Regions from separate parts of the Mus musculus genome. Here all the other regions are linked to region 4. Evidence: chromatin contacts called from public Hi-C, HiChIP or PLAC-seq and Micro-C data. All regions are on one chromosome and are shown on one strand. Each heading gives the region's core, a stretch centred on a gene start, on an enhancer-like site or on the middle of the called end of the contact. The rest is flanking DNA. Distances are from core to core; before and after follow the strand shown.

Region 1 (5,718 bases), core at 2,308-4,807, 590 kb after region 4:
ATGTTATCTGTTATGACAGATGCATAGAAGGAGGGGGAATTCTGACAAGATGCTGAGTGGCTTCTGGACATGCTTAGTTTCTGGTGCTTGGATGTTTTGAGATGAGATTTAAGAGAGGAGTCAAACCGGAAAATGTAGCTCTGATTTTCAACATCACTCGAGCAAACACTAGACATGGTCTTTTAATGAAAAGCATAGGATAGCCATTCAACAATGGGTAGACTTACTTCTTGTGAACACTGGAGATCAAGTTCTTCAGCACTTTGATTGAACACTGAGCCTGGAGAGAGGGGCCAACAAGAATTCCAAGCAAAGGAGGACTGGACGCAGGAGAGATATAAAGGGGGCCCAAAAGGATGATGAGCAAGAGAGGTATCAAGAAGACAGCTATTCAGGAGACCAAGAAGGGAACTCCTCTAACAGATGAAGGATGGAAAGGTCTAGAAAAGATACACCCCACCACAAAATGGAAGTGAACTGAGCCTAATAAAGCTTCCAAATTGACATAAGTCATATAACTCTATTGAAGTTCTTAAATGGCTGATGAGAATATGGGATATTAAGAAAATATTAGAAGGAGACAATTATTAATTCCAGGAAAAACATAAAGTTGTAAAGCCCATCAGGATATGTAGTTATAATTTATTCTATCTCTCAGATATAAACAATATTTTGTTAGCACAATAAAACTAGGTGTTACATTAAACTGCAACATCAGTCCATCAAGAATACAAGTGGGGAAAGGAGCAATGTGTGTGTGAGTTGGGGGTGGGGGTATAAGAGACCTGCAGACTGAGAAGATGGCCCAACAAGTAAAATATTTATCCTGACAGGATGAAGACCTGAGTTCGATCCCAGGAACCAACCCAACTTACATTTTGTTTTCAAAAGAACTGGAGAGGTGTATACAGGTTCATCCTTGAAATTCAATGGTTGTACTTGCTGGTTTTGTGTGCCAACTTGACACAAGCTGGAGTTATCATAGAGAAAGGAGCCTCCCTTGAGGAAATGCCTCCATGAGATCCAGCTGTAAGGCATTTTCTCAATTAGTGATCAAGGGTGGGAGAGCCCATTGTGGGTGGTGCCATCCTTGGGCTGGTAGTCCTGGGTTCTATAAGTAAGCAAGTAAGCAGGCCAGGGAAGCAAGCCATTAAGTAACATCCCTCCATGGCCTCTGCGTCAGCTCCTGCTTCCTGACCTGCTTGAGTTCCAGTCCTGACTTCCTTGGTGATGAACAGCAATATGGAAGTGTAATCTGAATAAACCCTTTCCTCCCCAGCTTGCTTCTAGGTCATGATGTTTGTGCAGGAATAGAAACCCTGACTAAGATTAAACCCTGACCTTCATGAGCTTTAGACCAGTGAGAGACTAACACCTGTCTGCTAGCTTCCAAATGTGTGTGCTCACATATGGATGTGCATTCACACATATGTATGTACCTCTGTACACAGGAACATACACATACACCAAAAGTTAAATCCTTATCTGTCAGGGTGGCAGCATACAATTTCAAAATTAGGTATTTAAGAAATTACTATGTAAATACATGTGGTGGTTTGAGTAGTAATTCCTGTCCCCCAAAAGGCTCATATATTTGAATGATTAGTTACCAGGAAGTGGAACTGTTTAAAAGGATTAGAAGGATTAGGGGTGTGGCCTTGCTGGAGTAGGTATAACCTTAATGAAGGAAGAAGTATTTCACTGGGGATGGGATCTGAAGTTTCAAAAGCCCATGCCAGGTCCAAGCTCTCTCTTTCTCTTTGTCTGCCTGCAGATTGGGATGTAAGTATTTCTCCAGCATCATGTACTGCTATGCTCTCTGTCACAGTAACAATGGACTAACCTCTGTAACTATGGGCAAAAACCGTAGCTAAATGTTTCTTTGTTCATTGTGTCTCTTCACAGCAATATAAAAGTGTCTAAGATAACATATTATTAAGAAAACCACCAGATATAACATTTGGAAGAACATGATTTCAGAGGGACTCAGAGGTTGGAAGGAAGGGATTGGAACCTGGAAGATTTCTTCATAAACCTTCTAGTATTCGACTTTTATGTTCATGAAATTGCCATGCACAAATGTTGATAAGAATCAAAATAAAGTTGCAAACAGAAGGAGCAATGTTAGAGGAAGCTTGAGCCAGATAAGAACTCAGCATAAGGGGGCTGGAGAGATGGCTCAGTGGTTAAGAGCACTGACTGCTCTTCCAGTGGTCCTGAGTTCAATTCTCAGCAACTACTGGTGGCCCACAACCATCTGTAATGTGATCTGATGCCCTCTTCTGGTGTGTCTGATGACAGCTACAGAGTACTTATATAAAAATAAATAAATAATATTTAAGAAAGAACTCAGCATAACAGGTTAATAATGAGAAAGTTCTGGATGGTCATAAGAATGTGCATATGGAATGCTGGCAACAGAAGCTAGACAGAAGAGTCGAGAGCTGGAGGCATCTGCCTCCTTTTGAAAGGATAGATTCAAGTGTAGATAATCAAGCTATTTAATGCAACAAAGAATGTTTCATGACATCTGCTTGGTTTCCTGTTGTCCTTTTTCTTCAGTTGGTCTATGGAGAGGTCTTGGAATGTCCGTGGAAGGCAGAGCCACTGAGCTATGCCTACTAGAGATGAGAGATAAGCAACAAGTCTTCTCATCTTCTGAAACAAGAGGAAGATGGACTGACAGCAGAAGCAGTTCACATATAACAAGAAATTCTATACTTGCTATTCTTTTAAAATATTTATCATTAATAAAAATTTTAGATGTATGCATTTGTTTGGCAGGGGGTATATATGAGTTCAGTTACCCTTGGAGGCCAGGAGAGGACATCAGGTCCTATGGAGCTGGAGGTAAAGGTGGTGTGATGCGGGTGCTGGGAACTGAAGGCAGCTGCACAGCTGCAGCTAGCGAAGCCCCACGTGGTAACAAGGGATTATGAAACAAGTGATGTGACCGACTCTCTCATCTTACAGAAGCCTTGGTGCGTGCTGACTGGCAGCCTGTTTTCAGGTTCAGAGAGACACTGTGCCAGGGGAAAGAGACAGAGCAGGGCAGTCAACATTCTCCTCAAGAGCATGGGCGAACAAACTGTCCAATTGGGATCGGAAAAATGGTTAGAATAATCAACTGAGAGATATTTATTTAAAAGGATGGGGCATTTGAGAGCATCCTCTTGAAGAGGGAGAGCATTGCCAGACATGGAAACAAGACTATGGGAGTTTAGAGGGAGTAGAAGGGAAATTAGAGAGGTCAAAGCAACAAATTAATGAACTTGGAGTATTTTAAGACATTTTTTTATTCTATTTTTCCCCTCTGAGACAATCAAACTCCCACTGATCCTTTGCTATGCCAGAGTCCACCCCCTGTCTCAGTCCTGCCCCACTGCTGCCAGACTTCAGGCCGTGGTAGCGAGTCAGATCAATGCTAGTTTCATACTATACATTCCGTGACCTGACAACCGAGGACTAGACATGCAGGAGGACCCTCTCCACGGTCCACCACATACTCTATCTTCAAGCTTACTTCTCAGTGCCATGACTATGATCAGAATGGACGCAAGTGACTCAGCTCCCCACACTCTCCTTCAAGAGACCGGCCCTCTGGGAATCCCGCCAGCATGGAATGGTATCCATTTGAAGACAAATTATAAATTAATAATAAGTAATGCTCCAGACTCTCCTGTCTGCCAAAATACACCATTCATTGTGAAGTCCCTGAAAGGGCCCCAGTGATGTATAGCCAAGAAAGGCCAGCCCTCTGGGGCCTTTCCTCATTTTAAACACAGACGGTGTGCCCTCACAGCAAGCGCTGCGGCCGTCTCCCCTGGCAGAACAACTGTTGTTCTTGGAAAGAGCACAGGCCAACACCTTCCAGCTGCATTGCCACCTGCAAGCCTCTGCTTCTGCAGTCCCTGTTCACCATCAGTGACCCACAGAGAGCAGACCTGTGCCCCATAGTGAGAGCCCAAAGTGTAAGGAGCCCCGGTGGCTGGGCTGGGGGAGTGACTTTGTTGACATGGCTTTTGCTAAAATTCAGAAAATCATTGTGGGAAGAGGTGCGTGTGTGTGTGTGTGTGTGTGTGTGTGTGTGTGTGTTCCCTGTCGGTTGCCCTTTTCTTTAAAGGAAAATAAATCAAACCAAACAGCTTCATCTTATCAAACAAATTCCTGGAGAACCCATATGAAACCAGTTTCTGTGGACAGTGTGATTTGTGGCACTACCTAGTAATCTGCATTTCTCTACATGGAATCACCAGTGTTTTGAGCACTGTGAATTCCTCACTGCCCACCCCATACCCCCAGCCCTCTGGAATGATTGCTTCACAAACAAATCTGATTCCTCCAGGGAACGCAAACAGAAGTGGTTTGATCTCTGCGGGGGTAGTGGGAAGTGTTGTTTTCTCTGTTCCGCCCATTCATTTAGACCTCTAGAGCTGACTTCATTCAAAATGCCACACCTCTGCCAGTGGTGTGGCATTGATCCATGTGGGCAGTTCTGTGTCACTGGACATTTAGGAACAATACCCACCCCACCCCACCCCACCCCACCCCAACTTCCCCTTCTGTATATTGGAGTAGAAACAGCACAATTGCAAGCTAGAAGCTTCTGTTCATATGGGGACACAATCCCTATTTGGGATTGCAGGGACAATCCTTGCATGTGGGAATGGAAAGCTTTTACTTACAAACACATCCATGAACAGGTGCTCCAGTGTCATCTCGAAGTCATCCAGTCTGGCAGCTAATGTCATGGTCAATGTCCCAATAGGACTCACGGAGCCCAAATCTGCAAACCCTTCAGCTCACAGAACACCTTTGGTGTCAGGTCGGTAACTAGGCAAAGTCGCTACTAATGCAAAGTGGAAAATCTTAAAATAAGACAGAGCATTGCAGAACGGGCTGCCAGGGCTCCCGAGAAGAAATTCTAACTTAAAAAACAAAAACAAATCAAAACAACTCTATTAATGGTTCTATGCTACTGGGCTGGGCAAGAAGGGCAGCAAGTGAAGAAGGTAGCTTCCTCTGCAGAACTGTACAAAGTAAGGTGCCCACAAAATGCCAGGCACCTCAGCAGAGGCTTGCGGAGACAGCTGAATGGAGCAGAAACGAGACTGGGGAAATGCCTGAAGCCGTCTGACTCTGATATTTATAGGGCCACATGTTTTTGACTCCAGCCATTTCTCAGTTCATTTCTGACCTTTCATAAATGGCTACACACAGTGGAGTGTATTGTCGAACGAGGGGCAGTGGGTCCCGCAGAACTTGGCTGTGACCAAAGCCAGGGCAATTCACACAGACACGCCATCAATGGTTCTTTGTGAAGGACGCATCAGACCTTGTTCTGTGCACCACGACAGAGAAACACACAGTCTTGTGGAAAACAAGGAAATGAAGTTGGAGGGAACTAAATTTTTCCCCCCGAATATTATTAGATCCCATACGATCTTCCCTGCTCCTTCTACACCCCCACCATGCAAGGGTAGATAAACATCTCAGAAATAGATTTAATCTCTGGGTCAAGTCCTGCAGCATCTGTCAGGTAGAATACTCATAAAAATTGGAAATTCTTTTCTGTTTCTAAAATGTACCCCTTTTATTCATGCAAGCATTTTTTAAAAAATTGTAGTAAAATACACATGACACAAAATTGCTACTTTGACTTCTTTTTGTAGTGGTGTGTGTGGTAAGAGTGTGTTTGTGTGTGTGCTTGTGTGTGTG
Region 2 (5,471 bases), core at 2,328-4,827, 730 kb after region 4:
CTGGATTTCCTTGCCTTCCCCCAGTTCTTGCTGAAAATTTCACAGTAGGAAGAGAGGAACCCCAAGAAACTGAAAACAGGAGGCTGCTGCCCTTGCCTCATTCACTGGATGCAATCAATACTCAGGAGACTGAGGAGAACAGAGGAGGTTGGAAGGTGAAGAATGGAATTGAAGAGAGACATTTACAAGCAACACAATGGCAACAAAGAATAGCATTATTTCTATTTGCCCTCCTAAGAGTCGAAATCCAATCAGCATCTTTCCCTTCTTTCTTTCCATCTTGCCTCTACAAGCATCATTTGCTGTGCTCCTGTATCCCATGCCCCAGCCATCACCTGCTAGGGGGACAGTCAAAAATACAACCAACAGCCTAATGACTTTCCTAGCTTGGTTTATAGCAGTGGCTCTCAACCTGTGGGTCTCAACCCCTTTGGGGGGTTGAATGACCCTTCACAGGGGTTACATACTAGATATCATGCATATCAGATGTTTATATTATGATTCATAAGAGGAGCAAAATTAGTTATGGAGTAGCAATGAAAATAATTTTATGGTTGGGGTCCCCACAACATGAAGGGTGGCAACTTTCATGTTGACTACTTTAAAGGGTGGCAACATTAGGAAGATCGAGAACCACTGGTTTATAGTATCCAAAAGGAAGCATGAACAGTGAGCCCAAGTATCTAGCCACAGGCCAGAGCTGTGTTTAAAACCTGGGTGGCTCACAATACACTGTTATTAGAGGAAGCCAGCTGTCACCCTGTCTGTTTCTAGGTATGTCAAGTGTGACCACCCACCCAGGAGACAGAGCAAGCTCAGGTGTCCTCCTGGAAATAGCCTTAATTTCAGCATGCCTGACCATTTTGCCCATTCTATTTGGCCCCTTCCAGTGAACCTCATGCATATTTATGTGCCAATTATGCAAATCCCAAGATGAAAATGCATTAAGCACCTATGATTTAGACTGGTTAAGTCTATTACATGGCACAATGAAATTACTGCATGATGTCCAGTTTATCTCAACACTTGCTTTAAATTGTCAGTTAGTTATTAAGTAACCATAACACACCAAAATTTTGCTGAAGGAAGTGTCCTTTGTCTGCCCAACCATGATACTAGGAAATCAGACATTTCGAGCTAAATCCTCATCAACATGAAAAAACATTCCAGAGTAGACTTAATAGGGCATAGTGTGATCAAAGTTTAAGAAAGGCAAGAGATCACCAGTATTGTCAGACTCTGGCAAATTAAAATCGCTGGCTCATTTCAACAACACACAACTCAGCAATTCAGAGACTGAAGATGAGGCTCAGGAGTGGGATTTTGTTCTTGATCCTTATGCAGTCAGGTCTCATTCCCTGAGCTGGCAGGACTTATTGTAGGTTACCAAATTCAAATGTACGCTGAAATTTCAAATAGGGAGATATCAATTTCCAGAGTCAGAAATAAAAGAGATTAAAAAGGAAATCACAGAAGCAATTCAAGCACAGGGGCAAATCCCTTGTAACCTGGCAACGGAAGGGTCAGAACCAGAGTCCATTTGGTGTGTAGTAATATCAGGTTTGAACTTTGGAAGGACCTGAGCCTCTAATCTCAATGTGTACTAGATGACGTGATGGTCAAAGAACCAACCATGATGAGAACTCAGCCAGTAAACATAGTACATGCGCAATCTGACCCACAGATGTCCATTTCTCCTGGATACTTTAGCATGCCATTTTAATGGGCCCATTGCTTGATTTGTGGAGTGTCTGGGTATATCTCATTTCCATAGGGAACTCCCCTTGAAGTCCGTGCGAGTTGGACTTGTATGGGGTTATATGCTCAGATTGCTAGACATAGTCAGCCTCAGCAAGAACCGCTAGGAGAGTACAGTTTGTCTGCAGCAGTGATTTCAGGAGCTGGCCAAATGAACAGATTCCACAGCCATTCCACCAAGCATTCGGATCTCAGCTTGTCAATAAAGAGAGAGAAGCCAACTGCATTTGCCATTTTCTCTGCAGCTGTGAAAACTGTATGCTCTCTGCCTGCTACCTCCAGAGAAGAACATTTGGAAGACACTGCCTGCAAGCAACCTGACATCACCTGGGGAGGAGAGAACAACAGGCCACCACACAGGTCTCCAAGGAGATCTCTCAGCTAGCCAGCCAAGGGGCTGGAATCAGAAGCTTTGTAGCAACTGTCACTGGGGCTGTCCTTCTAATGAAGGGTGATTATCAAAGGACGGGTGAACCCAGCAGAATGTCCACCCCCACATGCTGTGGTGCTTTCATGCATGTCCCAACATTCCAATGTTGTCTCAAAGTGTCACAGTCATGCCCCTTAACTAGAAGGGGCAGACAACAATAACAACAACAAACAAAAACAAAACAACAAGAAAACAACCAAGACCACTTCCTTGACAAAAGGCTCTATTTGTTTTTTAACCCTAGCTGAACATCAAAGAAACGAGTTAAATAAAAGCCTGATCCTATTGATTTCACCACTGTTATATGTTTAAAGAGCTATTTGCCTCCTAAATTTTAAAATTAATCAATTAAGAAAAATAATATTGCTAGCGTTATTTAAAACTTTCAGCCTCTGTTCAAAGTTATGCATGAATTCAGTAGCCCTTTCTTCATCTGAGCTTTCCTTGGGAAAGTCCATGTACAAGGCAGTCCTTTTCAAGTAAAAAGCAAACTCCAACCAAGGAGAAAAATGTCCACGAGGTTGGGATCAGTCTCCTGGAGCTTTTTTCTATAGGCTTCCGGAACAAGTTCAAGGTGTGTTTGATTAGCGCTGCCCTGAAATCTCTTGTTCAGGTCGGCGAGTTTTCTGAGAACAAAACGCTCTCCAGAATGCATTAACCTACTTTCAATAGAGAGGCTTCCCCATCCTCCGCTCTGAACCGGAGGAGGAGCCCAGAGGATGTTCCAGTGAAAGCTGGGCATGCTCTTTGCCTTAAAAGCGGGACTCATCCTGCGAAACATCAGCGCAGCCAGAGAAATCCGTACTTCCTGCAAGCACACCAACAGCTGGAGGGCAGCTCCGGTCCCAAAGCAAGAATGATTGGAAATCCTGCTAAAATATGGCTGTCTAATCAACCGAGAGGCAAACTCATTTACTAAGATTCCCATTGTCCACGCTGACAGATGGCCCCCCGCCCCCTTCCCCTTTTCACTGATTGTAGTAGCTCTGCCTTGGAGGCAAAGCTATTCTTTGAGAGGTCCAGTTGCATTCGCCAGCCTAGTTCCGAAACGAGACAAAAGCTAGTATAATCTTCCTTTTCAGTGAGCCTTCCCTAAACCACCAAGGAGCGCGCAAAGAAACCAGGGTTTAGTCCCCCTTACCTTGGTTCTCATCGGAGATAGGAGCCCTTCCATTTTGGCGGAATCCTCATGCCAGTTTCTCTTCTCTGCAAGTTACTCTGTCTGTGTTGCAGTCCTTAAGCATCCCACATGAAAAGAGCCATGCCTGGAGCCTCCAGTGGCTCCCCTCTCGCGGGTGGCGCCTCTGCACCGCGAGCAGTCTAACTTGAATTCTTGGTGCCTGAGGTGCCCGAGAAAGGATGTACGGGGAGAAGTCTGCTCCACTCCTCGCCCTCTTCCCCCTCTTTCTTCTCTCCGGTGCTCTCTCCTCCCTCTCTCTCCTCCCTCTCTCTTTCCATAATCTGCCTACAGCTCTCAGTGTACCGTGCTCACTTGACAAATGATCTCTGTCTTAGGTATTGTATTTGAGCCAAGAAAAGTGGTCTGAACAAACTACAGGGCAGCTCACCCAAAACAGAAGAGGCAAACAGAACTGCTGCTGCCTGGCGCTCCCAGCCTCTCGGCTTCACTAGGCAGCGTGCTCTCTCAGGAGTGAGAGAGTAGATCCATCCATCTATTCGTCTTTCATTAGAAAGGGGGATCCTGAATGGAATCAGTTGACACCATTATTCAGATGGTTTTCTGGTCCATATGCAGAAAGCAGAAAAAAAAATCGTGTCACTTACATATTTCAAAATAACCATTTGTTAAACCCAGTGTAGACACAACATCTGGACAGGGAACTGGAATTTTTGATGTTTGATCAGATGTTTGGACACACCTTCTCCAGAAAACTTTCAAAATCAAATGTATGGATTCTATTCCAGAGAGGCTGAGCATTAAACAGTGTGTGTGTGTGTGTGTGTGTTATTTGGGAGCTATGTATGTGTGGGTATGTGCTATAAGGAGTTGTGTGTGTGTATGTGTATGTGCATAATGTGGGTAGTATGTATGTATAGTATGTTTGATTTGTAATGGGGGTTCCTTGCGTATGTGTGTTATGAGGACTTGTGTGTAAGTGTAGCGTGTGTGGATGGTGTGTGTAGTGTAGTGTGTATATAGTATGTATGGCATAATGGAGATTATGTGTACATGCCTGTCTGTGTATATATGTATAAATGGGTGTCTATGGCATAATGGGGGATTTTGTGTGCATGTGGTGTTTGTGTGTATGTTTGTGCATATGTATGTGTGTGTGTATTATACTGCCAAAACTAGGTATCTCATTTAGTATTGCCAGCAACTTGGAAAAAGCAGACAATGGAAGAAACATACCAAAGAGGAGTGTAATGGAATGAACTGGAATGGAATGAACCTGAACAGATGTACTTCCTTCAGCTTGAAGGGTTATCTGTGTGGTAAGAATTCAAAACCTGCCCCTCCATGAATGAGTGTGTCACCATACCTAAGAACACCCATGTCTTTGCAAGAGCTTGAGGGCATATTCATACATACATTTGATGCACACAGCAGACGTGAGCTGACCTATGGCATTTACACCTACCGCCATCTGTCTCTTGTCCCTGGAATGGGACCTGTCCCTCTTTTTACCTGCTTCTCTTATACCCGACTCCCAACACAGCTCCAAGATGAAGCTGCAGGTGGACCTTCTTACTCAGTCTTCCTTCACTACACCCTCAACCATGTATTAATCCACTTTTCCTCCACTAGTTCTCAAAACCATGGGCTAAGGAACTCTCTCGACTCCTGACTGACCTCTCCGCCTGCACTGGAGTTCTCTATGCTCAATGCATCTCCATTCAACTTTATGTATCAGGCTGAAATTACATTCTCCCTGAGCCAAGTGCTCATCTCATTGTCCAGACTCTCACCATACCAGCAAATCATCCAGATACACGGAGAATAAGCCCATGTCCTGATATAAAAGATTCCTGTCACCTTGGGGTGGCTTCCAGACCGTATTCCCTTCACAACTATCTTAGTTGGTCTTATTCAGTATCCAAGTATTTGGAGTCTCCTACAATTTTTTTTTCAGTCATTCATCAAATAGCTACAATGCACCTGCTGTCTGCTGGGTCAGACCCCTTCAAGTTCCTAAGGACACAGTGGGAACAGTGTAGCCTAAGGCCTGGTCCACAACCTTGTGGCGGATGCAACACCCCCCCCCCCCCGTCCCCCGTCCCCGTGACCTCACTCTGTGCCCATGACACTGGCACAGTGATT
Region 3 (5,246 bases), core at 1,298-3,797, 830 kb before region 4:
AGGAGCGTTGTGTGGCTTGGTAGGAAACGGGCATGGCTGTGTGTGTGTGTATGTAGGAGAAAGGACAACCTCAGTTGCCACTCTCATCGACCATCCACTTCACTTTTTATTAGTAGTATTTTTAATGATCTCTTACTGGCCTAGAACTCACCAAGTAGGCTAGGCTGGCTGTTTGGGTGGGCACTGTGTTCCAGAATTCTCTCATCTCCACCTTCCTAGCCTTGGGATTACAAGTGTTTGTCACCGCAGCTGGTTTATTATTATTATCTTATTATTATTATTGCTAAAAACAGAAACAAAAAATATACTCCAAACCACCTGGATTCGGGGGGATCAAACTTAGGTCCTCACATGTGCAAGACAAGCACTTTACCTACTGAACCATCTCCCAGGTCCTTATCTCTGCTTTTCTTATGAGATTGGAATTGCCTGTCTTTGATCAAACGGAAAGAGAGGGAGATGGAGAAGGAGAAAGGAAACGATACAGAAGGGGCACAGGACAGTGTCGCTGGGTTCTGTTGACCCATGCTTTATGCAATAAGATACAGTGTATACAGCTCTTACTGGAGGGGTGCTGTATGCTTTGGACTTTGGGCATGTCTCCATCTTGGAGAGAGGTTCCTTAGTTCTCCCCCACCCCCACCCCCACCCCTCAGATATTGTTTGTACGATTTCTTCTGGGTTTGTAAAAGCAAGCACAGTCATGTGGGCATAATGACATTCTGACGTTAATCCCATAAGATTATAATGGAGCTGCAAAATTCCTATGGCCCAGTGACCTCTTAGCCAGTCATAACATCAGTGTGACCCATTACTCATGGGTCTGTGGTATTGGTGATGTAAACAGACCTACGATGGTGTGCTTTGCCTAGAAATACTGTAGATATCATTCCTTAGGTAGACAATGCTTGATAGTAAATGACTCTTACTGAATTATCTATTTAGTGGGTTGGACTTTTTTTTTTTTTTTTAGATTATGTTTCTTCTGCTTGTGAAAGAAAACTTGACTGTAAGTCAGTTTGCTATATTATGCCGGCAGTACCCTCTTGTATCTTGTATTTACCGTGCCTCTCGATTGCATCATTTTGTCTTGTGCTTGATTTAATTTCATGTTTTGTTCATTATGGCTCTAGGAGCAATAGGCTGTTTCTCCCCAACCTCCAAGCCCGTGAGCGTGTGTATCCCACAGGCTGGGTGTGTGCAGCATCCAGGTCTGTGTAAATACACTTAACATGATGATCATATGACTCGGTTGTCACACTCCTAAACAACCAATGGTTATAACCCTCTTCTCTGCTGTTCTCAGCTTCAAGAGCTTAGGACTAAGGGCCAAAGAAACGTGGAAAACAGCACTGAGAATCTAGGGATAGGTAGATTTTTCTTCTAACCTCCTTGGGAGTCCACAAAGGGCTCCAAGGCAGAGCCTCTGGCCAGTCTGAACCAATGGGGAGGTGTTGGGGGGGGGGGATTTCTTTTTCTGAAAGCAGATTCACACCTCCTCCTCCTCCCCCCTCTCAAATTGGAACAGTCCTGGGAAAATGGGACAGGTGTCCCCAGTTAAGAGACAGGGCTGTTTACTCAATTCAGCCGAACAGCTCTAAGGGAGAGGAAGTCTTGCTACAAAGAAAACTTAACATTTCCTATCATGAGGTAGTAGTCCCTGCCAGTTGAACCAAAGGACCAACTGGAAACGCTGCCTACTGTCCTCTAACAGGTGAATACCAGGTGAGAGTGGGCAGGTCAAAGTTCACTCTGGAGACCAGAGGCCTGAGGAAAATGTATCTCTGCTTCTACCTTAACCTTCTAAGTAAGCCACTTGCGGGGTATGCTGATGGGGGAAGGCGCTAGAGAGAGGCGTCTTTCCATTGAATCGGTGTAATTTGGCCACGGCCTCAGAGCATCAGGAGTAAAGTGAGAAAGAGGAAATCAGAAGGGTTCAAACACTAGTCAGTCCAGTCACTCCAGTTCTGGGCCAGGCCAGCCACCATGTCCCGCATCCACCCATCACTTGGCCGCCAAATAACCCCTGGAGTTTTACTCCGGAAGGGACCACCAGGCGGTGATTGGCTCGTCTTGGGCGTGCCTGTCCGATACATCCCGAGGTTTCCTTTAGCTGCTCCAAAACTGACGTGAAGCAGATTTTGGTGCAATGCGAATTAGCTCCAGCAGCGGAGTCCGGAGGTGACTGCCGAGCTCCGGGAGCGCCTGCTGGGGCAAAGCTGCGGCCAGGAGTCAACGCCCGCCTGCCGATGGCTCCATCCAGGCCGCCGCCCATTGCCTTGACAACAAGCCCCCACCCGCCCTCCTGCACAGCAGGCTTGGGTCACCGGCTCTTGGGTATGCGAAGGCGCCCCGCCCTGGGCGCCCCGCAACCGTGAGCCGCGCAACCCCACCTTGCCGAGAGCTTCCGAGCGCCAAGCAGAGGCGCCCCCTCCTGCTCGAAGAGGGAAAGCCCGGGCGCCCCCAGCATTGACTTCATAATAAAGCTCCCTAAAGGCTAGGGCTCCCCCGCGCGTTCCGGCGCCCTGCACCTGCTGGGTTCTCCCACCCGCCCTCGCCCGGGGACCCAGGGTGCGCGGACGGCCTGGGAGCGTGCGTGGCTCCGTGGTCAAGTGCTGCATCCCGGCGCCCAAGCACGGAGCTCCTGGGGAGGGGAGGGGGAGCGGGACATCCCCGAAGGCCGCCTCGCGGGAGGCGGGGAGGCTGCCGGGTGCACTGGGAGGGCGGGGAGCCCGCGGGAGGAGGCGGGCTGGGGGAGTGGGGCGGGCGGCGGGGAGGGAGCAGGAGCCAGGCAAGAAAGTAGCAGAAAGTGAGGCTGGCAGGCGGCGGCAGAGGCAGGAAGTCTTTGCCGGAGAGCAGTAGAAATTAGAGCCAGGGAGGGACCGCGGCGGCAGCAGCCAAGGCGAAAGAGGAAACTGCCGAAGAGGAAGCTCTGCGGCAGCCCGAGCCTCCCTGCGCTCCGCATCCTCCCGCTCCGCATCCCGGCGCCGGGCATCCCCCGGAGCCCGCGCCGCGCCTCCGGCGCCCCTTCCCCAGCGCAACCCTCGGCCGCCCTACAGCATTAGTCTGCCATGGCCCGGGAGAACGGCGAGAGCAGCTCCTCCTGGAAAAAGCAAGCAGAAGACATTAAGAAGATCTTCGAGTTCAAGGAGACCCTCGGAACGTAAGTGGGTGCTGGGGACCAGCGGGTGGAAGTAGCATCGGTGGCGGCAGCAGCGTCGGCTGCTCCTGCTGCTACCGTCGCCACCGCCACCGCGGCAGAAACTGGCTGGTCGATGCGTCCTCATTGTCCCATAGTCCGCTCTTATGGAGACCCTCCGCGAGTCCACCGCGTGGGTCTGCGCCCACGGTTGACACCTCTCCTGGGCGGGGGAGGGGAGCGCAGGGCGCGCAGAGAACAGCCCACGCGGGCGGGCGACTTTCCTTTTCCCTTGCCACCACCGCCCTCCACTGATTTTCTCCCCACGCGTGACTGTGGGCTGAGCATGGTGGATCTCGCTGATCGCTGGCTGTGTGCACTTACTCATCGTGTGTATGGGCGCACTGGGCCGACGAAAGTGGTCACGAGGAAATTCAGCTTTTGGTCCTACCCTTACATCATATATTCCTATGGAATTGACATATGCACGTACTAGGTGTAGACAAGACTTTGGCTGGCCTCAGGATGATGGGAGGGAAGAATTTCGCAGTATTCAGAGTGACATGTGGTCAGAGCTTCATCTGTGTGTACATCTCACCATAGGGTCAGATGCCCGGCGCTGGGGTTCATGTCCGGGTGGGAGGAGGATCAGTGAGTCTTTAGGGGCGGTTCTCTCCGGGGCTCATGCTTGATGGTTACATCTCCAGAAAGCAGAAATAATCAAAAGTGTGTGTCATCAGAGCTCTGAACATGTGCCACTCAGTACAGCTGCAGTTCCCTTCCTGCGCATGAGTTGGCTTTGTTTTGTTTTGAAGCGCCTCAGATAGGTACAGGGGCTGTGAAAGAATTCAGCGCCGCGGAAAGAGTCTGAAGTTCAAGTTATTTTCTTCCACCACTTGATCGGTTTCTGGTTTTGATCGGTATCTGTACATGAAGATACAGTCTCACACGTGCTCCGTAAAATGAACCTTTTGCTGGGGTTTAGGAGGGTGCTGATGACTCGGAGAAAAGGAGGTGGTGATTCCCGGGTGTATCTGTGTTTCTGGGCGCTTATCTCTCCTCCTGCCCTCTCGGCCTTCTTATTTCTGGGCTTGGTTTGCTTTTCCAGGACCTCAGTTTTCAAGCCTGCTCGAAGTGCAGAGTCCCACAGCTAAATATTGGTAATTATTTCCCTCCACCCCTCCTGTACCCCATCTGCAGTGTGTCCCCCAGAGACAAGTCGGAGGGTGGCCTTGTCAGCTGTGCTCCCAGATCCCTGGGACAGACCTGTGCAGTGTGCTGAAGCTCTCAGTAGGGTCACCCTGCTGTGCCTGCTGGGCACCAGGGAAGGCATCTCTGTGCACGTACTTGCTGTTTTGTGGAAATAAAACAAGAGGGCTCTTAGCTTTTTAGTACAGGGGGTGGGGGTGGGGGTGGGGTTCCTGGCTAAGAGATTACTTCTGGTCCAAACTTTTAAAATTTGTCATTGAGGTTTGAGGTTGTGCATCTGAGCCGCACAAGTTAACAGGAAAACAGAAGTGTTTATCAGTCAGGCAGGGACTTGGCATATGGCTGCAGGTGAGGGGATGGCAGATTGAGGAACACCCTAAGGTGTGAACCCCTTACGTGTCTTTTGCCGGCCTGAAGGGCCCCTTTGCCTGCAGCCTTAAGGCAGGTGGCTACAATCTCTCTGTATAGACTCTCCTCATTGGCAAAGCCCCAGCACTGTACCTGCACTTCTGCAGTGGCCAGGCTGCTGAGCTCAAGGAGCCGGCTTTGAACAGACTGTGCTGGGTAACACGCTGCTTGGTTTGACTCCTGGAAAGGATGGAGTTTTGCCTCCGTGTTGACTTGAGCGCAGGCAGAACAACTTCGTGGACTTGAGCTGTCTTCTAGGGTACCATTTGTCTGAAAAGAGTTCAGAAACCCCCTGGTGTGATGCTGGCAGGGTACCTAGGATGGTACTAGAAATAAAATGATCAAGATAAAAAGAGTTGAATGACACAATAGGGTTTCTCTGTGTAGCTTTGGCTGCTCTGTTCTGGAACGAGCTTTGTAGACCAGACTGGTTTTGAACTCACAAGAGATCTACCTGCCTCTGCCTCCCAAGTGTTGGGACTAAAGAAGT
Region 4 (5,298 bases), core at 1,817-4,316:
GGTGTTAAAAGATGGTGTACATACCAAGTCGTGGCATAACAGCTCCCAGAAACTGCTCATCTTCTTGGAAGTGGTTCTCTTGTAAAGATTCCAGCAGTTTCTGTAGGACATCTTGGGGCACTTTGCAGCCTGTGCCTTTCAGTTCAGTAAACCTGGTTAGCCGGAAGCTCTTGTCCAATTCATAAGTCTCCGGGTTAAAGGACTCTCGAGTAGACATGGTTCTGGGGCCGCACTCTCCACAGCTCAGCCCCTCCCCTCCCTCTCTCTAGATCCACTGGGCTTTCTACTTGTGATCCACCTAGGTACCACCAAAACATAAAAAGAAGGCATTGTTAAAAGACTCAAGAATCAAGTGAATGAGTACACACCAGAGACACACACCGGGAAATAGTTTGTTAGTTAGGGTGCTGGGTAAACTGGAGTAATGGATAATGACATCAGGGGAATCACGGAGGATGGGAATGTATGACTGTGGCTCCAAGGGGAAGCTCACTCACGTGACACCTGCCACTTGGGCAGTAAACTCTGAAGTTAGTAGTTCTAGGGTGCAGGCTAAGAGAACTGGTCGGTATTCACTATGTATTAGCTTAAAAGTTCTATGCTTTAGAGAGCAGAGATCCTAGCTACAGCGACTTTCCTGGAAAAACCTCTGACTGTCTTTTGCTCTCTCACAGAGAAAAATAAAACAGTCACCAGAAACTGTAGAAAGGAGGACACAAACGCATCTCATGCATTTTTTTTTTTTTAAATTGAGACTGGCCTCAAAGTGATGTGCCTGCCTTTGCTTCCTGAGTGCTGGAATTAAAGGTGTGTACCACCATTCCCTGTGAAATTCTTCCAGATACTAAATCCTAATTTAAAAAACAAGTCTCCCTCTGAACCAACAGTACCAAACTAATGGGAGAAGTCACTGAAGGAGACACTACTTAAAAACCAACAAAACCCCCCAAGGCTTCCCATGGCTGTAAAACACAATGCCGTTCAAGAGAGTGCTTGCAAAGTTCGCTGATGTTTTTTAACATTCCTAGAAAGCAAACATCCTGCCTAACAAACCAGTACACACACCATTGACAAAACTCGCTAGTTCATTACAAAAAGAAACAGTATCTCATGAGATCACTAGTCGTCTGGCACTGGGTACCACGCACTGCATTTCCGCACCAGCTCTTCCGGTTGCATCTAATTCAAAACCCAGTTAAGTGCTCCCGGGGTTTACACACTTTCTGACTGATGCTTTATTGGGCATAGGATTACAGACACCCTAAGTTTTAGGGTCGGTTTCTCCCATAAAATTTATGATTGAAAACATAATTCCCATTTATATAGTTTTCCATCCCCCAGGAAGTACATCACTCATTTAAACTAAATTTCACAAAGCCCAAATTCGGCAATCCAAACCATCATCACAAACATGACATGAGCAATGATTTCAGCGGGAAACTACCGACACGGATTTCGCTCATCGTTCATAGAAACCAAACTTCTCTACAGAGCAGTGTGAGCCAAGCAAGTTTCCGAAATGGGCATTCTGAAGCCATTTAACAGTTTGGAAAGAGTGCGAATTAAAATTCACCTTCGAAGAAAGGTTTGGAAAATCACATTCATTTTGCAAAAAATGCCTGCCTCACCTCTACCTGGTACAAAACGGGAAGACTTCCCTTTATAAAGAATCTATTTTCCTACCTCCAATCCTCACGGCCTCAACCAAAAGGCAGGAGAGAGACTCCGAAGAGCACCTTTCTTTTACCTTATTTTCCCTACACTTTCTGGTTAGGAAAGTTTAAAAACGCCTTACATCAAGAAAACTCAGCAGTTAAAAAACTCCCAAGTGCAAGGAGACCTAAGTCACACGGTTTGGCCTCAAAGGAAACTCCAGCTATTTGAAAAGGATGGAATTTGGGGTGTGCTTTGGGTAGAGGGAGTGCGTCCGACCTGGAAGCCACATGTTTACACCTTTAAAACAATGACATGAATATTTAAAGCCCGCGTTTAACCCCTTCGCTCCCGCGGGAGGCGGGCTCGGGCAGCGGGGTGCGGTGGGGCAGCACACCTACCTCCCCGCCAGCCCCCAGGCCCCGCGCGTGCTCACAGGCCCGGGCGCCGCGGCGTGCGCGCCGGGACCCCGCGCCCTCCATGGGGCCGGGCGCGGAGGATGCCACTCAGGGGACACCTTAAGTCTCAGGCTGCCGCCTTTAAAGGCACGGCGGGCGCGGGCCGCGTTCTTTGTACCGCGCCGCGCGGCTGCCGCGGGCAGGCCACCGGCAGGGCCATGCTGCACCGCAGGCCCCGCGTCGCCGCTGCCGCGGAGACCGTCGCCGGCGGGGACCGGAGGGACCCGAGGGCCGAGTGGGGGCGGGGAGGCCCGCGGCTCGGCGCCAGGACACTGGGCGGCTAAGGCAGAGCGCGCGCGCGCGCGGGCTCGCCGTCCGCGCCGCCACACAAAAATGTCGGCGGGCGAAAAGATTAACCCCTGCGTGGCCGCCGCCGCCCTCCCCCTCCGCTCCTCCCTCCCAACCCCGGCCCCGCGTGCCGCGGCGGCGACGGCGGAGGAGGCAGCGGCGCGGGCGGCGCTTCTTTTTTAAAGCGGCCCCACCAAAGCCTGGGCTCGGCCCCCTCTCCAGGCAGGGCGCGCGAAGGGCCCCGGTGCACGGCTCCCCGGCGGTCCCGGGCGGCCCGGAGGGGGATTTGCAACGGCCGCGCCGGGCCTGCGGCCCGCTATTCCCCTTTAAGCCTGCTGCCTCGCCCCCCCTCGCCAGGCCCGCCGCTTACCGGCTCGCTTTGCGCCCTCCGCCTCCTCCCGAAAACGGGCCGCGGCGCTCCCACAATGCACCGGGCGCGCTGGGCTCCCTTAAGCGTCGCCTGAATTTAAAAAAAAAAAAAAAAAAAATGCTGCTCCCGGTGGCGGCGGCACCGCCGGGCGCTCGGACGCCGCGTGGAGCTCGGCCTAGGCTGGGCGCGGCCCTCCGGGAACCGGGCCGCCGCGCTCCCGCCGGCCGGGCGCGTGAGGGTCCCTTTAAGAGCGGCCACCTCCCTTTAAGGCGGCGGGCCGGTGGCCGGAGCGCCTCCGGGTTGCTGGTGGCGGTGGCAGCGGCGGTGGTGGCTGCGTGCGGCCCGGGAAGGGGGCGGGGGCGCTGTGCAGAGGCCCGAGCGCGGCAATGATTGGTCTCGGGGGAGGGGGTGGGGGGTTGCAAACCCCAGGAACGGTGGCATCCGTTGCATGATGCAAAAGAAAAAAGAAAGGAAAAAAAAGGGGGGGGGGTAGATTGATTTCAAAAGTTGCGAGCAGCACTGGCAGCAACCTTGAGTGATGGGGGCCACCTACTTTCGCATCTCTGTCCCGCGAGAAGGGAACAGAGTGTTTTTGTTTTTTGCACAACCTGGCTGGGTGCGATCCCCGCATCACCCACGGGATGCAATACCTGCTCCCGAATCTCTGCTGCAGTGAGACTGTGCCCATGGGAACAATGTGCAGAGTGTAGGAGCCAAGGTCGCCCCCAGTGAGACATTTGAAAACCCAACTTAACCCCGCGCTCCATTCTCAGTGACTCCCATCTTTTCTTCATTCTATTGTTTGAGCGTAGCTCCGCATTTCTTTGGAGTCCCAGTGAAATATGCAAATGCTCTGTGAAGTTTCTTGAATCTTTGATCTGCATTTTGGGGAGGGAGAGTTTATGTTGTCCGGGTTATACCATTTGTTCTTCTCATGTCCAAGTAAACATGGCAGACTAATCCTGTGTGCTTGAATTGACATTGGTAATGCGGTTTCACTTGAAGTAACTTCAGATTTCCGACTTCGTACTGCATTGCTGGTGCAGAGCGTGTCCCTTCGAAGGACTTCTCTGGAAAGCTGAGCAGAGCAAACTTGGTTAGGAATAGGTTCGCATTTTCCCGATTATTTAGAAGCAGAACTGTTGTATCTTTTGGCTGTCTTTAGGTTCGTACACCCCGCAGATGTCCTTTTCATTCCTGAAATTGCCATTTGCCTGTTTCTTAGGAGTGGGATCTAGGGTGCAAAGTGTGGCGAGATGGACACAGGCATCTCCTGCCTTTGTGTCTTTTCTCCACAATACATTTGGGAGAATACAGTAGCACCTGGGCTCCTTAGCATCAGACTTCGGACATCGATTTATCGTTGATGAACGTGGAGTTTCTTCTGAATGGTCAGAAGACACAAACACAGCCTCACCAGATACCACACCAGGACTCCAAAGCCAGAGGGAAAGGGTTATACAGTTACATTTGTCCGGTTCTGCCTTTTAAATTTGATTTTGCATTTTAAACAATGTAACTTTTTTTTGTTCCTCACTTAGTTAAAAAAAAAAGTGATTTTTTTTTTCAAAAGATTTCACAATGAGAAAAAAAAAAAGTGGATGACACAGCAGGACCCCATGTCTAGATTTGTGTGTCCCTCCAAGGAGACTTAGCTCTTTGTTAATGTTGAAGGATGCTCTTTCTCAGTGGTGATGGAGGAATAATACCCTGGGTTAGGGGTTATTGTTTTAATGAAGCTGTACTAAGCCTGCATGTGTACTTGAACTGGAAGCATTGGGGAGCAGCAGAAGGGAAGGGTTTGGTGTGATTTAATGTGCACTGAAGAGAGGGGTAAGTATCAGATCCCCCAGGGTTTTTTTTTTTTTTTTTTTTTTTTTGTTGTTGTTGTTGTTGTTGTTGTTTGGTTTTTAGAGACAGGGTTTCTCTGTGTAGCCCTGGCTGTCCTGGAACTCACTCTGTAGACCAGGCAGGCCTCGAACTCAGAAATCCGCCTGCCTCTGCCTCCCGAGTGCTGGGATTAAAGGCGTGCACCACCACTGCCCGGCCAGGTCCCCCAGTTTTAATTTTGGGGACTGAATGACCAGTGATTGACACTTCTGATACTGGAACTGCTGGGAAGCTAACAAGTTTTGCAATAACTTCAACCTTCAAGATGCTAAGTTCTGTGCCTGCTGAGTACTCCAGGTAACTGGGAAAGCAGTTTGGAATTTTGAGATGCAAATCTGTGTGTCATCCGCATGGTACCCTAAGCCCCGGAGAGAGGTAGGATTAACCCAGAGGGAGATCTTGGACAGAGCACTGTATCCATGGAAATGTGAGCAAGGCTTTCTTCCCTCCCTATAAGGTAACAGGCACCTCCAGGTCTACCCTCTCCTCCCCCATACACCGCCGGAGGTCTCCAGCAGCACTGAAGCAAGCCTCTGCCTCTCTCAAGTTCTGTGTGGAACCCAGGGCCTCACACGCTAGCCAAAAGTTCTACCACTGAGCTCTACACTCCGACTCCAAAACTCTCAGCAGTGTTGACTG

The links. Hi-C and Micro-C count contacts between places; a contact is called where the count stands out from the background. HiChIP or PLAC-seq counts read pairs in DNA pulled down with a chosen protein or histone mark.
Region 1: a contact with region 4 is called in a FOXA1 HiChIP or PLAC-seq map of pancreatic cancer cells. The contact joins the enhancer-like site here to the promoter of Sephs1 in region 4. A contact is called at or near these places in 2 of 39 promoter capture datasets (the 3T3-L1 cell line and hippocampal neurons) and 2 of 115 datasets of contacts at active chromatin or transcription factors (embryonic hindbrain and pancreatic cancer cells).
Region 2: a Hi-C map of bone marrow-derived macrophages shows a contact between it and region 4, with 15 read pairs. The contact joins the promoter of Frmd4a here to the promoter of Sephs1 in region 4. A contact is called at or near these places in 1 of 484 Hi-C or Micro-C datasets (bone marrow-derived macrophages), 3 of 115 datasets of contacts at active chromatin or transcription factors (astrocytes, embryonic forebrain and forebrain) and 2 of 9 other capture datasets (adipose tissue and macrophages).
Region 3: a contact with region 4 is called in a Micro-C map of embryonic stem cells, with 9 times the contacts expected there. The contact joins the promoter of Camk1d here to the promoter of Sephs1 in region 4. A contact is called at or near these places in 4 of 484 Hi-C or Micro-C datasets (CD4 T cells and embryonic stem cells), 4 of 115 datasets of contacts at active chromatin or transcription factors (astrocytes, large pre-B cells, memory CD8 T cells and 1 more) and 2 of 9 other capture datasets (adipose tissue and liver).

The regions. Positions count from the first base shown.
Region 1 is chr2:4,284,645-4,290,362 of GRCm38.p6, reverse strand. The region is part of intron 1 of Frmd4a (FERM domain containing 4A); the gene reads right to left. Among named protein-coding and RNA genes, the nearest start is that of Gm39752, 40 kb to the right of the region's middle. Within about 2 kb of position 3,557, at least 40 of the 459 cell types and tissues checked have an H3K27ac peak or open chromatin away from gene starts, as enhancers often do. A contact at or near this core is called in pancreatic cancer cells, where this site is marked.
Region 2 is chr2:4,150,969-4,156,439 of GRCm38.p6, reverse strand. It overlaps Frmd4a (FERM domain containing 4A), which reads right to left and starts at 3,577. Exons shown (of 23, transcript NM_172475.3): 1 at 3,330-3,577. The coding sequence starts at 3,362.
Region 3 is chr2:5,712,063-5,717,308 of GRCm38.p6, reverse strand. It overlaps Camk1d (calcium/calmodulin-dependent protein kinase ID), which reads left to right and starts at 2,547. Exons shown (of 11, transcript NM_177343.4): 1 at 2,547-3,163. The coding sequence starts at 3,072.
Region 4 is chr2:4,879,332-4,884,629 of GRCm38.p6, reverse strand. It overlaps Sephs1 (selenophosphate synthetase 1), which reads right to left and starts at 3,066. Exons shown (of 9, transcript NM_175400.6): 1 at 2,770-3,066; 2 at 25-298. The coding sequence starts at 217.